2 separate regions of the Tachysurus fulvidraco genome follow, and region 1 is linked to region 2. Evidence: chromatin contacts called from public Hi-C data. All regions are on one chromosome and are shown on one strand. The core of a region is the stretch at or near the end of the contact, and the rest is flanking DNA. Distances in the headings are between cores, read along the strand shown. Region 1 holds the start of mroh1 (maestro heat-like repeat-containing protein family member 1). Region 2 holds the start of cct3 (T-complex protein 1 subunit gamma).

What was found. Hi-C and Micro-C count contacts between places; a contact is called where the count stands out from the background.
Region 1: a Hi-C map of testis shows a contact between it and region 2, with 7 times the contacts expected there. The contact joins the promoter of mroh1 here to the promoter of cct3 in region 2. A contact is called at or near these places in 2 of 4 Hi-C or Micro-C datasets (blood and testis).

What each region holds. Positions count from the first base shown.
Region 1 is chr3:20,293,467-20,298,898 of HZAU_PFXX_2.0, reverse strand. It overlaps mroh1 (maestro heat-like repeat-containing protein family member 1), which reads right to left and starts at 2,862. Exons shown (of 43, transcript XM_047811368.1): 1 at 2,483-2,862; 2 at 1,926-1,994; 3 at 243-388. The coding sequence starts at 1,956.
Region 2 is chr3:20,130,802-20,136,994 of HZAU_PFXX_2.0, reverse strand. It overlaps cct3 (T-complex protein 1 subunit gamma), which reads right to left and starts at 4,717. Exons shown (of 14, transcript XM_027149933.2): 1 at 4,587-4,717; 2 at 3,889-3,950; 3 at 3,764-3,814; 4 at 3,369-3,431; 5 at 3,187-3,283; 6 at 2,915-3,032; 7 at 2,528-2,714; 8 at 1,975-2,124; 9 at 1,751-1,883; 10 at 1,549-1,630; 11 at 1,265-1,445; 12 at 697-942; 13 at 445-576. The coding sequence starts at 4,614.

The DNA of each region.
Region 1 (5,432 bases), core at 1,613-4,112, 160 kb before region 2:
GATCAACTAGTTGGCTGGGAGAAATGTAAATCTTGGGATGGCAGGTGCTTATTTAAGACTCAAAACCACCGTGTGTCTCTTTTATAAAGACGACAAGCACATGTTACATAAAAATATACATGATTTGCTACCAAAATTATGTTTAATTTAAGGCAAACTGACTTTTGTACGTGTTCTTAACAAAAACTGCTAATGTCAGGTTTCAGGATCACAAAAAGTCAACATCAGCAACATTGCCTGACCTTGGAGTGTTTAAGCAGGTAGTTCTGGCACATGGACAGCACTTTATCTGGCTGCTGGTTCCCCAGCGTAAGGATGGACTTCCGAACCTGCTCCTGTACACCCACATCCTTATCATTGGCTGCATCCAGCAGAGCCAGGGTCACCTCTGATTGTACACACAAGCACACACACACACACACACACACACACCACATTATCAGAAAAAAAAACATTAATTATCAAACAATTATCAAAACACATTCCCTTGTACTAAACTGTAATGTCTATTTCAGTGACCAACATTCCTCTGCAGCACACACACACACAATCTACACAATATTTAGTTTCCTTGTCTGAAAAGTAGTTAGAAAAAAATCTAGAGTGTCACAAGCTGTCCTATCTCTGTCCTTAGAGGAAAACTATTGCTTTTTACTGCCATTGACCACATGTTCAAAGGATAGTTCCTGTTCAAGTTTCATGACAATAAGGCATGTGACTGTCAGCCAAACGGTATCACATTTTAGTATTGTGGCTATGATGCAAAAAGCAGGTAGTGCTTCTTTAACAGATCTGTGAACTAACACTTCTCAAAAAAACATTTCCTCCTACTCCCTCTACCAACAGACAGTGTTAACTAACGATGGTGTTCAATCACATTAGGTGGATTACAGTGATTAAAGCACAGGCCAACAGTGTTACTGAGAGAACATTCTGTTTATTACAAAGTAAAGAATGTGGAGGCTTAAAATAGGGAATTTCTAAGTAAAAATGCACTGAATCTTTAAATGGTGCCCATATTTAACCCTGAGCTCATATATCTCAAAAGAACCTCAAGACAATGATACTTCTTCTGTTTATTCAGTCTGGCTAAAATAAATTGCTCAATAAACTACAAAGTCAGATGATTTCCCCATTAAACTCATCTGTTTTGTGATACGAACATCACAAGGCATAATATCAGCAGAAATGTTAAGGGAAGTATTTAGACGGAATTTTCAGTGGTGACACAGGAATACAGTCCAAGAATACATGTCAATGGACACAATGGCTCACATCAAATATTTAACAATCAATTCATGTGTTACTCACCACACAAAGTAAATAAGAAATAATAAGAAAACCTCCTCTTGGTTGTGTACCTTAAAATGTTCATTTGAAAGGCTTTTTATCACTTGGCATTAGATGAAACTGATCATGTTGCTTTAATACTATATTCACTTTCAGGGAGAGAAAAAGCCAATCATTTTGTTCCATAAACAAAGCAGAATTGAAAGATCTGTAAACAAATCATTTGTATAGAGCCCAATGATTGTATGATGTCTATACAGCGTTATGTATGTTCATGTATGTTAGGTATCATGAAAAAGGGAAAAGGAATAACACATTAAGCACTAGATTGATGTCAGAATGCTGTTTAATCCTCAACATGCCATTACCTCTGTACTATGCTGCTATATTGTGTTGGCATTCTTAGAAATAAAGAGGCAGATAGACGAGTGTATATTTCTGGTGAACCGAAGCACTTTTCATAACAACACTGCAGCCAGCACCAGATCAGCATAAGGTTGGGTAAATGTTCATGGCTTTTCTAGCCCAGTTTGAGATAAAGGTGCACTGGAAGGTCTGATCAAAAAGTAGACCAGCTCTTGATGACACCATTGATAATGAAGAAGAAATAAACGTAATAAAACAAGTGTACTTACGCTCCAGATCACTCTCCTCGATGACACCCATGGCAATTCACTGGGGATCATTCACTGGGGATCACATAGCTATACATCTGTTGGCCTTTAAATACACAACACTAGTGCGCGCGCACACACACACACACACACACATACAATAAAAAAATCATTTGCTTTATTTAAAAAGCCCAAATCATCCCACGAGTTCAAAACTGTCAGAAATCGTGTGGAAGAAAGATTTCTTCAGCAAAAAGCTATAAAAACCCATAAACACAGACAAATAACGATGACAGCTTTATACCAACATCCTCCATCTATATCTGTGACTATTTCCCCTTTACTTTATTCTTTACCCAGTATTTGATGTATGCATATGAATATTAAAGACAAGTAAACAGACCCAGATGGACCTGCCTTGTCAGTTAGCCATGTAGCTAACTGTTCACTTCCTCCTCAGCCGATGATCCGAACAAGGCTAGTTAGCAAGCGTGCTAATTCACGTTAGCCTCATGACAACCGAGGACTACACAAATACCACTAAAAGCTTTAATACGGTAGTGTAAAGTCTACACTACCTTTCTGTTCGCTTGGTGAAAACACAGCCACATAGATCCCCAATCCGGTGTATGAAGCAGAGCTGAACCGCCAGACTGACGCAGATCCTGTAAGTCTGTGAGTCACTAATGTTTAATCAAACCGTCAAAAAGCCAGTAATGGTGATATGGTGTGCTGCATGTAAACACCGATGATCATGTGCTTCTTGGCTACGTCCCACACTGCATACTAGCGTACTCATAAGTACGGATGGACCTCTGGTGGCCTGCTGCTGTACAGGACTGTGTAGTGACTGGTCTACAGCAGAAGCAGGATGAGATGAGATTACACATAAAAGCAGTTTGTTTTAGTGCCATAGCTTTCTAATACGCAGAGCAGACAAGAACAACACACAGACAATACAAATAAGATGAGAATAAAAAATACACATATGTAAATAAAAATTTAACAAAAAGAAGGTGGGCGTGTCCGAGAGCAGCCAATCACCTGTGAGGAAGAATGGAATCGAATTTTTTATCGAATCTCCTGTGTGTGTGTGTGGGGGGGGGGGGGTGATACTCAAACCCAAAGTATTTAGTTTTAAGGTTTACTTATTCAATTTCTTTATTAACTCAGCATTTATGGCTGTTTATGCAGTTAAAGGAAAAGCCATGTGAGCATCCTCTGATCCACTACTTCATGCATCCTTGGCTCTTAGACACCTAAGACTGGGTAGTGTTGCTGTGATTGATAGGAGAGAGAATATGCCATCCCTTCTAAATTTGCTCCCTGTGCTCTGGGTAAAAGGTGGCTGTGTCCAGATTTAAACTGTCAATCACATGCTTCTCTGGCCATAGAGTAAATGCTGCTCGGGAACAGTAAGGGCAAAATCTTATTATGCAGTAGATGATCAGCTTTTGCACTTGGTTACAATTTATCCTGAAATGCTTTATTGAAACACAGCTGGAAACTTTTAGATCTTTATATAAAAGTAATACCCAAAACGTACCGTGTTAACTGAGGTCCACTGAATGCCAGATTGGCCAGGGGTTCAAACCTCTCTGGCAGTAAAATAAATGTCATGGATCTCGTCTGAACGTAATCCAACTATTCAAATATTAGGACTATTTATTAAAGCCAGAGAGCTTTCCATCATTGTTGACATGATTTAGAGATCTATGTACATTTTTTTAGTTCTTGAGGTTTAGTATGAACTTATTCAGGTCAAGTCAAATATGCTAATATCTATAAGAACTCAATAATACGTATGACTTTGATGGTGGTGGCATGTGATTTCCACAAATGGAACAAAATACCAAAAAATCAAAGCCCTCTGAGGCTCTCCAGATACCACTTTGAGAATCACTGATCTATTTAAAATTCCATACGATACAAATTGTTTTTGCTGTGGTTGTTGTTGTTATTTTCAAATTCAGATGCTGCATTTCATTTGTAGTTCTCCATAATCTTACCTAGAAATGATGTTCCTCACAATGCAGTCAACAAAAAGCCATCTATGTAGCTCCTAACAGTAATACATGAGATTATGCTTTGAATCTAAATTACCCCAGAGGTTCAGATTTTCTGGCTTTGCTCACCAGTTTGCCCCCACCCTCACTTACCCCAATAAACAATCATGGAACAATTGGAGTCAATTACACTAGAGGGAGCTTGAATGGCTCAGGTTTCGTGTTCATGCCGAGTCGTCATAAATACGTTTTCGTCGGTGGGGTTAAACCTTCTTCTTCATGCTTCTTATTTTTACAGCATGCAGCTTGAGACTACCCCACTGTCTAGTAGTTTTAGTGACACTTAACAAGGCAGCAGAATATTCTGCTATATTCTTTATTCTAGGCAGACATAACACAAACTGGAAGGCAGCAGGACTGCAGGTTTAGAGGTTTATTTCCGGTGATCACATGAGCAAAGAGCTAAACTCCGGCACTTTTTGTTACTTTTTTCTTTGCCACTAAACTTCTACCATGACGGATTGATGTGCAGTGCTGTTTCTCTTTCTGGAGATATTTTTCTTTTTTCTTATTTCTGAATTCACATTAAAGTGTCAGTGTTAAAATGGTTTATTAAATATGTAATTACACATAACAGATATATTAAACAGTGATTTTCTGTTTCAGGAAGTTTTATGTATGTGACCTTGTAAGGGGCCCTTGAAGTGTAACCTGAGGGTCAGTGATTTTACAGTGATTTTTTTTCACAATCCACCATTATCACATTTGTTATATTTAGTATTGAGTTCTTATAGATTTTAGCCTGATGAATTCCAAGACAAGTAAATCAATAAATTATTTAAACTTGGAGCTAATTTGATTTGCTAGTGGAAAGTTCACTATTAAAAGGTTCTATGGCTCCAATAAATAATCAAAATAGTAGTGTACTCATTTAAATAATATTCATGAAATAAATCTGTGGAACATATTTTACTGTTGCATGTCCTGGCTGCAAGAAATGTAAATACCTGCTCTTTATAGCTCACATTTATGAACATAATACACAATTTTAAAAGGACATTTTAAAAGGTCTCACAGCGTAGTGAATAAACAAACAAGTAAAGCTTGAAGGCAAGTGATTTAAAATTTGTGCTTCACAGATGATTATTTGGAATGGAGATTTTGTGAGACTGCATGAAATAACTCCTTAATACCAGGGAAAAGTGAGACATAGGATTGTGTGTGTGTGGCATTATGTGGTGGAGTCAAAGCAGAAATACTGAGACAAATGAAAACAGGAAACTTTGCTTTAGGGCAGGTTTGTGTTATTTTTTTTCTCTCACTCTGCCACTTACTCTGGACAATTTGCTTTCTATTCCTAGAACCAGGCATATTTTCAGAACATCACGTTAGTGCATAATTTTTTTTTCTTTAAAGCTGCAGTAGGTAACATGTTTTGTTTTAAATGTAAAAATTAGCACTTTTAGGGCACTCTATGCGACTCACTGTGGAAAGCTTAAAAATTGTCAGTGGTCACCACAAC
Region 2 (6,193 bases), core at 3,468-5,967:
GTTATTTGGTCTAGAAACAGATGTGCCCTTAATGTGACATTAGATTGAAGCATATATACCCATGTAGTGAGCCTGTATAATCAAGCCTATTTGGGGTTTGGCTTCGGCTTCAGCGTGTATTATTCCTGTGTGAAGGTCAGGTTTTTACTACTAAGAAATATCAGTAAACTCATTATTAATCATTTATTATAGACAGTTTAAGTTTTTGATAAAGGCATACTGCCTCCTAGTGACTTCCTTTGCAGACATTTGACAAGCACTGTATGTTGCTACTGATAATGTTCTTTTTGTCAGTGGGGTAAAATAATAGTTGCCCTAGTTTAGTTTATCACTCATTTTAGCACTGCTTATATTATTCAAAAATAAAAGAAAACTAACATTAGAAATATAATTATTGCATTTTCTCAATCAGTGCTAAATAAGCAATGCTTTTATAGTGTATACCTCTACTGCGGTCTTGTACGTTTGGGCCTTGACAGCCAGCGGCTCACAGATTCCCAGCTCAGACATGTCTGCCAGAGTGCCCGTCTCTCCATTAACGCCCCAAGAGTCGCTGCCCTCCTGAGTGTGCTTTGCCTGGAGCAGAAAGAGTTTTATTTTAACACTCACAATGTGGAAACAATTGCATGCTACAAGCACATATAGTATGCAGTGAGGTGGGGGGGGGGGAACAACCTTGGACACAATCATACTCACCCTAAGGGATGTGAGCACACGGATGGTGGAGGCTCCACAGTTTTGGATGAGGGTGCGAGGGATGACCTCAAGTGCCTGGGCCACAGCACGGTATGGCCACTGCTCAACACCAGTGAGGGCTCGTGAACGCTCCAACAGCCTGTGAGACACAGTCATCTCTACAGCACCCCCACCTGGCAGCAGACACGGCTCCAGCAGGATATTACGGCACACCTGCATTGCATCCTGTAGATTACGCTCAACCTCCTAGGACACAAAATATTTCAGAAAATAAGGGGGAGCCAGTACAATTTGATGTACCACCATTTCATGAATCCATTTTTAAGCTATAAACCTGATTTTTGGAGGAAAGAATGTGTGATGCTGCCATACCTATATCCTTATCACAACAAGAAAGCAAAAAATACCCATAACTGCACAGCTCTAATAACATTCACCCTCTGGATAAACCTACACATGAACAGCTCTGTTCTGATACAATATTATGTCTTTCTTATTGGGAATTTCTGACCAACAGATCGACGGTGTGCATTGATAAGATACTAATATCTTGTTTAATGTCTCTCACCGCCAGGATCTCCTTGCTGGCTCCTCTCAGCAGGATAGTGCAGGCTTTGGGGTCTTTGCACTCAGTGACAAAGGTGAAATACTCATCACCAATTTTCTTTACTTCAAACAGGCCTGCACCTGTTCCCACATCTTCCTCATGTAACTCATCGGTCCTGCTGGCAATGCGTGCTCCACAAGCTCTGAGGAACAAAGGAAAAAACATTGAAGGATGAGTTAAATTCATAACTCCTCAGCAAATTAATAAATACAGAAAATTGCAATACTCTATGATTCCAGTCTTACCTTGCAATGCGATTGTTGTCTGTTTTACGGACACGGCGGATTGCGGTGATGTTGGCTTTCATCAGATAGTGCTGAGCAAGATCTAAGGTGGAAAAGATATTTAGGAAAAATCAAATCACCTGAAAGTGTTAGTGGTATGGATCACAGCATGTAACAGTCTATGCATGTGAACTGCTGAATGTGTGTGCACTTGTGTGTGTACCAGAGATTCCCTTCTCGGTAAAGACCAAGTCAGGTTTGAGGCGAACAATATCTTCACAGATCTGCTGGATGTATTCTTCCTCTATCTGCAAGATTCTGGCAAAGTCTTCCTCCTTAGTGATTTCTATATCCGTCTGGAGAAAGTAAAAATGTTCAGTAACGTTTGCTGAAGCTGTGTGTGGAAGTAAATGGGAGAGCATATATTATTTTGATACTCTGCCTTACCTGGCTCTCACCCTTCTTGTACTCTAGGGAGCAGTCAAGGAGCACGATGCGAGGGTTTTTGATGAGACGACGCATGCGGGGGTGTGTTACATCTTTATTTACCATAACACCCTTCAGCACAATGGAGTCTTCAATGAACCCACCAGGCACCTACACAAACCACAAATGTAACCTTGGTTTAAAAAATTGGTTTGCAGGTGACAATGATTGTATGGCACACATCTCCTTTCACAATACATAAACTAAAATGACTAGGCAGAAATCTTTGCCTAAACTCTGAGCAAAGAAAGATAAATCCTATTTAATACAAAACTATAATCATATTAAAATGCAAAGAGAACAGTGTGCCCTCCTAAAAAATGATAAGACAGAGCAGACAACTAGCTGACTTCAGGACCCTTGAGCTTTAACAGCAACAAAAGCATAATTACAGCCAAAATGAAATACAAGCTATTTCTGGTTTAAATATTCATACTAAATCATTCATATTCATTGTTTTTCCCCATCTGACTTACTCATTATGCTGATAAACAAAATCCCATGTGACCCCTACCTTTTCCACCTTGGCATACTTTTTAATATCGATTTCCTTGCGGCCATTTTCCTCCAGCTCCACAGTGCGCACTGCATCCAGCGCAATATTACAAGCCATGGTTGACCAGCGGCTCAGTGCCTTGGTGTTAATGGCGGAGTTAATGATCTTCAGCATCATGTCCCGATCATTTGTGTCGACTGGTGTGCTGAGGGGCAAAAAGAACCAGCTTACTAAACGTGGCACCATCCAAAGCCGGAGTATGAACGTGAATTGTGTTGCTTGACAATTTGTTTCCATGCAGCCCAACTTCCAAAATACACTGAGCATTGCTGAGATAAATTAATAATCCCTCCAACACTTTCATCAGCCTGAGCGAAACTCAGCATGTTTGTAAAGACACACTACCTGAGCTCTTTGAGCACGTTGAGCATGTCATCCAGAGCCTGCCTGTAAGCACTGATTACCACAGTGGGATGCATCTGCTGCTCCAGAAAGTGCTCAGCCACTGACAGCATCTCTCCAGCTACATGAAATGCAGTCTCTTATTATACTGTGACCACTTATGATAATCCAAACAGTACATTTCATAGCAAAAACTGATTTCCCATTATCAAACTGGCAACAAACAAGTATGTAAATAATCCATAGTGTTACAAGTGGAAATAGATGCCACTCACCCAAGATAATGACAGAAGTAGTGCCATCTCCCACCTCCTCATCCTGAGTGCGGCTGATCTCAATCATAGACTTGGCGGCAGGGTGCTGCACTTGGATCTGCAGCAAAAAGTTAGTGATAAAGCAATCAACCAAAGAACACCAGGTACATCACCGTGTCAGTCTGCTAGAAATGCTTAAGTACCTCTCTCAGAATTGCATTGCCATCATTGGTCATAACAATTCCTCCCATAGGGTCCAGCAGCATCTGCTCAAAACAAAAAAAAATGTAAACCCTGGCACACCTGTTATTACAAGCATTCATAGTTATTTAATTATAATCATAACGAGACAAAAAAGATGCTTCAGTACTGTCCAACAAAAGACCCACCCATTTGTGATCAAATAACCACAGATGGATGACAATGCCTTAGTGAGTAGAATGATGCATCTCCTTTTTTTTAAGCTAAATTGTCATTTCTATTCAGCTGGAAATACCATAAGGCATCATGGCACCCGGTTACAATTCTATAGCAAAATCGACAATAACTGGTCAGTATGGATCGGATGCTGAGACCACAAGCAAAAATCATTACACACCTTCATCATAGCTCTTGGTCCCAGACATGTCCTGATTACGTCTGCTATAGCCTGTAAAACCAAAGACAGCAGTGTAACTCAAGAGTGTATGAGATGTGAATGTGCTCATTAAATAAATAACTTACCTTAGCTGCATTAATATTTCCTATCTGGACCTTCCTGCCAGACTCTCTTTTCATATTCTGGCCTAAAATAATAAAATAAACAAATGTAAGTGTACCACAGAAACAACTGCATGCACTTTGGGACTGTAAAGCTTGCTAAAACTAAGCCATCATTCATAACCAGTTTTGACGTACTAGCTTTAGCACTATGACTTGAGTAACATTACCACCTATGTATCTAATGCCAACACCCGGTTAGCAACTCCAGCTATGGTTCCTTATAACAGAATACAATAATACAATGTTATGGTGCATTCGGTTACTATAACCGTGAAATACAAAATATAGCATCATCCATCGATCTGAATGCAGAGCAAGACCATAACGTTAAATACAGCATGCTAAAATAAAGTAACCACAGACTGACAAGAAAGCTAAGCTATGCTAAGCTAAATTATGCTAAGCTAAGCTGAACTGTGCTAAGCCAAGATAAACTATACAATGCTAAGCTAAACTATGCTAAGCTAAGCGCCGGATGAGCTAGTTAACCGATGACCAAGCGAGGCCCATGCCGTTCTAGTTAGCATGTTAGCATATTAGCCTCCCATCAGACACTATGAGAACAGTCATAGAAACGGTCATATTGAGCTAACTGTAGTACCGTTAACATAACGGCATTTAAGTCCGTATTTAAAGACACAGAAAGCAAAGAGCCTCACTAAGCACGATAACCGGTCTCCCCATCATGTTTGCGGCGTGGTTCGTTAGCCGGTACAGAGATCCGCACGCAGTATAGAGAAGAAAGGAAGACTGAGGCGTGGTCGGAGACTCACTACAGCTGTCCACCAATGAACGACAAAGAAGGTTTGATAGACAGTATTCTAAGCCAATCACAGCGACGAGTTAATCGTTATAGGCGGGACAGAGCAAATCCAAGTGTGAAGTGATTTGTGTTGGGGCGGGCTTTAGTGAACGTGCCAGAAATTTCTGGTGAACTTGCTGTGACTGTGTAACGGTCCATATAAAGAAATGTATTAGAACAATAGTTTGTTCCAGGGCTGTCAGGTGTCACGCACTGAGAGTGACAGTCACGCATTTTGGTCCTTTGTCACGCACTCCCGCCACACATCGTATTTCTCACGCAGAAAAACTTTTTGACAATTTATCATATATTTAATATGCCGCGGCGCCCAAAATGTATCAGTCCGCACCGCTGTCTCTATGGAAACGGGTAGGAATCAATGAATTCTCAGTTCTTAGTCGAGCCTGACAATTTTCAGCCAGCCAATCAAAAAAAGAGGCTACACAATAGCCAATCAGAAAATAGCACTATCTGGGTAAGATTTAACGCAACAACCAATGAAAAAAAAAACATTAATTAGAGAGGGTATTTTCGATGGTCGGTTTGAACAAAACCTCAACACGAAACAGATTGTCTCTGGACGGGACATTGTCCTCAGTCATGACCCTAAAAATGGCTGGGCTTGAGCCGAACTGTTTTAAATAGGTGCAACATTACAAATGATAAAGGGTTCCAAAAAGTCAACAAACACTTACAATAAACAACACCAGTCATAATCTCTCTCTCACACACACACAAATTAATAAATGGAAATTGAACAAATACTTTGTATTTGGTTAAATTGCGGTCAATGATCCTTACCAAACACACACAACCCCACCCCCTTTATTTTTATTTATTTATGGGGGGGGGGGCACACTTGCCTGTCTTCACAACTTGAGAGCCCTGTTGTTCAATAGTCTAAGGATGTATGGACAAAAGTATTAAAATTTAATCTGCAGAAGAGAACAAAGCCAAATCCAGTGCAGTGTGTGAAGAAGTGGTGATGAGAGCAATGATTTTACTGGCATCTGTAATTGTCTAGTCATTTTCTTATGCAAAAGGAATGTTAAAACATAATTTATTTACACACTATTTATTGGATGTTACATACCATTGGTTTCGGCAAATTTTTACAATGTCCAAAAAAAAAAAAAAAAACTTTGAAATTTTGATAAATGCATATGCATTTGACATTACATATTCACCACATTCCTTTAATATCACAGGCTTATGTCAAAGTGTGGCAAAATGGCCACAATATGCAGGTTTCCTATGCATCCGTATTCCTTAATCTAATTCCTGTATTACATAAAACAAACTAGATGCAGATTGATAGATTATATATACACACAAATTGTTGGTACCCTTCGGTCAATGAAAGAAAAACTCACAATGGTCACAGAAAAACTTTAATCTGACAGTAATAATAAATAAAAATTCTATGAATGTCAACCAATGAAAGTCAGACATTGCTTTTCAACC